2 separate regions of the Hordeum vulgare genome follow, and region 2 is linked to region 1. Evidence: chromatin contacts called from public Hi-C data. All regions are on one chromosome and are shown on one strand. The core of a region is the stretch at or near the end of the contact, and the rest is flanking DNA. Distances in the headings are between cores, read along the strand shown.

Region 1 (2,559 bases), core at 21-2,520:
CTTCACAAGTTTGGAACGAGAAACTAGACCATGTACATCACGCCTATGTCGTTTGCGTCGCATCCCACATGGTCGTCCCAGCCCGCTGCTCAACGTGCATTGGCTAGGCCTATCACTAACTGGGACTGTATGTGCATGAACTGACGATGCGTCAAACTGGCAAACTCCCCCGCTTACTCCACGAGGGAACTCTATTATAGTACTAAAGTCATAGAGTACAAGTACTCCGGTACGTGCTAAGCATGTTAGTTGGTAGTATTACAATTACAAGCCACAACTAAATAGAAACAAAATACAAGCAATATCTTGTTTGGGGTGATTTATTTCTTTATTTAGTCAATGTATTATGAATAATATCATGTGGGGGGCACCCAGGAAGCAACGTGGCACATTTGGAAGTCTTGTTGCGAGTTTCTTGTGTGGATCGAACAGTGTCATGATGCTGGTTTCGGTTTCGGAATATCTAGATGATACCTTGCGTGTTATCATAGGAACTCTTAGTCATATGCACATGATAATACAAAAATTGAATAACTTTAATCACTTTGAACTCATATGTGTACACGATACTTGGAGTATAATTGTAAAGATAACTATGTGTCAAGTATCCTATCAAGTTTTTCACTAAATACAATTATATGGCATAAGTAATATCATAGGTTTACATAAGTCTAATGTATATAAACACATTTAAACATGGATTTGAAATGGAGACGCTATAAAAACTATGTACACATTGCCATTTTGAGATACTTCTTGTGTATTATGCGTGACTCTTGTTATAAATCAGATCCATCAGTATACAAGTTCTAAAAATTATGACCAAATCATTCATATTTGCAAGTGTGAAAACGTGTGTTAGATTAGATCATTGTATCCGCTCATACTGCTCGAGTAACAAATAATATTTTATCTATAGAATTTTTTATCTATAAAGACTATAAACGTTCTAGGACTAAAGATGATAATGGCCATGGATATGAATCTACTATAACTAAATAGGAGACACCCATTAGCTAATTTCTCTTAACATGCAAGATACCCACATCAGCAAACAACATACAGCCAATCAACTCAATAAATCTACCACCTCAGGAAAACAAAATCACGAAAGAAATCAACTATACACGCTGTGTATTTGCATGCTCACTTTGTTTCCCATCCCAATAACGTACGTCAAATGAACTCGGTCTATTGTGCTAGCCCATGTAAACCACAAGCCTCATCTCAGCTTCAATTCCCATCGCCACCGCTACGGGAGCTTTTATGCAGCGCCGCAGACGTCCGTTAACGATCCAGCGCCTGCAATATTGCTAGCATGAGCCGGCCCATTAGAGTGATGTCCAGTTTTTTTTTTCATTTTTTGTTATGAAAATAAAATTATAGAATCAGAAAAAGGTTACAGATTTAAAGAAATAAACGTTCACCCATTCGAAAAAAAAATATCTTATCTTTTAAAAAAGCTAATCAATTTTGAAAAAAAAGTTCATCAATTTTAAAACATTGGAATTAAAAAAGAAGTTCACCCAATTTAGCAAAAGTGCATTAAATTTTTAAAAAGTTCAATAAATTTGTAAAAATTCATAAACAATCTAAAAAAGTTCATTGAATTAAAAAAAATCATAAATCTTTAAAAATTTCATCCATTTTCAAAAAGATGTTCATCAAAATTCAAAAACATTCATCAATATGCAAAAACCTTCATCAATCTTAAAAAATATTTGCGGAAATTTAAGAAAATGTTCTTCAATATTAAAATGAGTTTGTATAATTTAAAAAAAAATATCAAACGGCGCCTACATGGTCCGACCCATTTATGAACGCCACCGTTGCCAGTTAACTGACGCGTGTGGCGCGAAATAGGAAATGCCCACCGCAACCTCTTCCAGTTCTGGGGTCGAACATCGCCCGACCACAAATGCACATGGAAGTAAACTGCAACATTCATCTCTTCTCATTAACACACCCTCTATTATTCAAAGAGAGTGCTAGATGAAACTGAGCGTCAAAGCTTTTGCATCTAAAAACATGTCTGTGCTGCCATCCTCCGTCATGAATACTGCATTGCCTCTCATCCGACGCCACTCTCCACACTGGGACTACGACCAGGGTGCGATTTCGTTACCGGCTACCTGAAATTCCATAACGTCGAGGAAGGCATAGTTTACCGATGTCTCCGTGCGTCATTTCTCGGCCGGCGGCAGCGCCGCGGATTCTGGCCCAATCAGCAAAGATGTATTCCAATGGGACTTCATCATGAGATCTAGCACATCATCTTACCAGGTGAGCACTACCGCGCTTACCTTAAAATTACATCTTTGACATGCCTGTGTGTGGTTGGTCGTTCCAATTCTGCCTTTGTGTTCACCTTTCAGTCCCTACTTCACGGTCTGCAACTTCTTTTAATCCATGCTGCACTCCATGTCCCTCTACAATCCAGCCTATCAATTCCATGTATTTTTTTGAAACGAAGGCAAAACATCATACTAATTAAGAAGAAAAGAATTGTCCGATTAATTAACAAAAAACCGTACAAATACTGTTACAACACGTTCATAC
Region 2 (2,559 bases), core at 30-2,529, 760 kb before region 1:
AATTGTAACAAACAGCAGCATGTGATCAACAGATGCGAATATTGATTGGTAAAGACGGACCACAGAGCGGCGTTCGGCGTATTCTTGGGTGTACTTGGAGTCCCACAAAGCGGATGTGTCAACGCTGTAGGAGGATTTGCTGCTGCCACAGGCAGCCGCACCGGCGGCGGACAGGGACTCCTGGGAGAGTCGCATCCGCTGGTCGCGCACGCGCGCCTGGACGCGCACCAGCGCCTGCATGCACCGCAGCGTCATGTTGGCCTGCTTCCGCACGTTGTGCCCGCGCACTAGCGCCTGCAGCTTCACCAGCCCCTTGAGCGCGCGCAGAGCACGCCTCGCCTGTGCAAGGGCAGAAACGCATTAGGGCGAACGCCTGGAGGGAGAATGAGATCGACGGCAAGTGAGACGTAGCCATTGCAAGCAGTTAGCTACCAGGTAGCCTCGGAAGGCGGTCTGCACGACAATGGCGGCGTAGTGCTCCCGCACGAAGCTGGAGGAGGGGCGGGTCAGGCGGACGACCTCAGCCGCCGCCTGAGCCGTGGCCACGGCAGCCTCGGCCGTCGCCGCGGTCGCCACGGCGAGCGCGATGGCGTGACGTTGCTCGTCCGTTACAGCAGGCGCAGGTGCCGACCTCGCCGCCGATTGCTGCTGCTCCGGCGGCGCGGTAGCAGACGCCGGGGAAGGAGACGGGGACGAGGATCTCCTGAAGAGCCATCTCCTCCTCTCCCTCTTGGTCTGCGCGGTGCGAGTGCACGAGACACAGCGTCAGTCATGCATTAACTTGTACTCCGGAATACATTAGTTAGGACACCGAGAATGACGAGGAGTAGGTTCGATAAAGACTAATCAAGAATGAAACGCCGAGAAGGACGGCCGGAGAGATGCACTGAGAGAAGAAACGGGGGAAGGTGGGCGACCTTATCCTCGTCGGCGTCGGGGTCCTCGCGCAGGCGTGCAGACTTCTTGGGGCTGTCCTCCTTGGACGGCGAGCGAAAGGCCCGCTTGACGGCGGTGAGCCACGACGACCCGCCCTTCTTATTCCCCATGGCGGACACCACCGGCTCGCGGTTGCTGTTGTTCCACGGCCGCGGGCATCGACCCACCTCCCTCCGTCGCACGGCTACGCTACGAGCTACTCGATCCTAGCGTGCTAGCGTGCGGCATGGCAGGAAGCGGCCGAGATATTATTATTGCCGCGGCTGGCAGGCGCGGGCAGTGGGGGGCTTGATGACTCACGCGCCCCCCTGCGTCTTTTATGTGGAGCCATCCATTAGCAGCAGACGCGCAGGAGAGCGCAGCGGAGTGGATGAGTGTAGTGAAGAAGACTGTGCTGCCGTCCGCACTGCTGCTACAAGTTGTTCACTCGCTGAGAGGTGGGGCCAGAATCCCTTTCCCCATGCTGTGGTGGAGTGGGTAGGGTCTTGGTGGGTGAACGTTACGATGGTGTGGAGCCCGGGGGGAAAGCCTTTTGAGCCGTTTGTCTAATCCGTTCGGGTGCGATGATGAGTGGACGGACGTGTGCGCTGCAGGTGCGAAATGATTCGGGGAGCATTTTTTTCTACTACTACGAGCATCATTTTCGAGTATATGTACATGATGCTAAATGAATTGATAATGACTGAAGAAAGTGTCTAGAGGGGGAGTTGGCACCGTTAGCTAGCTAGGCACTCCAAGTAACCACCAACCGTGAGCAAATATATTTGAATAAACTTGTGTGTATGGTTGTATCTCTACTTATCCTCAATGGATTTATGTAATTTGTCGGCACGCACCGCACCTCATGCAGACGAATCATTTTCTGTTTTTGTGTGTGCCGAGATCGACCGATCTAGGGTTGACTGCCTCAACTCAAGTAGTGGCATGCAGATACGGTGGGGGTCCAGCTGCGTGCGTGCTCCAGCAAGTCACATGCCCGCATTGGTGACACATGCGTGGTCTGGACCGGACCAGTAACCGCACCGGCTAGTTGGCTGCCCATATGCACCTTGTTAGAAGTACTTGCAAAAATTCAATGTGTTGTTGATGGGCCGGGTATAGTTACTAGGAGTACGTATTCCAAGAAAATATGGGAGTATCGTGGATCGCAGTACTACGTGCAGACGAGTTTGGATCATACGGCAGGATCGCACCTGCATGCATGCATGCACTCCACTCCAAGCAACTTCAAGAGTCAAGACCTCCGCATGAAGAAAATAGAGGAGGCAAGAACAACTCCAACCTTTGTTTTATCCGGATTTTATCCGTTTGGAAAAAAAAGAACACGCCCCTCCGCTTCCGGTCGGGCGGCCTTCCGTGCGTTTAACGGGGTTGTTCCATCCAAAAATGACGTACACATCGGCAACTAAATCCTAGCCCCACATCATCGATGATGACGTTGAGTTGCATACATCACCCGAATAGACATGACAAAACAAATTTTAAAACCTAAAATAATAATGTAACACCGGCCCAAAGTCAAGTTCAGAAATTTCTACCACAAATTTAAAACTAAAACAACATAAAAAAGTTGAAGCCTTTCGTCGTGGCTGCCATCAGTTGTCGGTATTGTCGTCGTCCTCG

Evidence for each region. Hi-C and Micro-C count contacts between places; a contact is called where the count stands out from the background.
Region 2: a contact with region 1 is called in a Hi-C map of leaf, with 3 times the contacts expected there. The contact joins the promoter of LOC123409668 here to the enhancer-like site in region 1. A contact is called at or near these places in 2 of 6 Hi-C or Micro-C datasets (leaf and seedling) and 1 of 1 datasets of contacts at active chromatin or transcription factors (embryo).

The regions. Positions count from the first base shown.
Region 1 is chr7H:425,354,157-425,356,715 of MorexV3_pseudomolecules_assembly, reverse strand. No RefSeq gene overlaps it. Among protein-coding and RNA genes, the nearest start is that of LOC123411047, 65 kb to the right of the region's middle. Within about 2 kb of position 1,270, at least 2 of the 3 cell types and tissues checked have open chromatin away from gene starts, as enhancers often do. A contact at or near this core is called in leaf, where this site is marked.
Region 2 is chr7H:426,112,380-426,114,938 of MorexV3_pseudomolecules_assembly, reverse strand. It overlaps LOC123409668 (protein IQ-DOMAIN 18-like), which reads right to left and starts at 1,279. Exons shown (of 5, transcript XM_045102538.1): 1 at 918-1,279; 2 at 433-735; 3 at 61-339. The coding sequence starts at 1,046.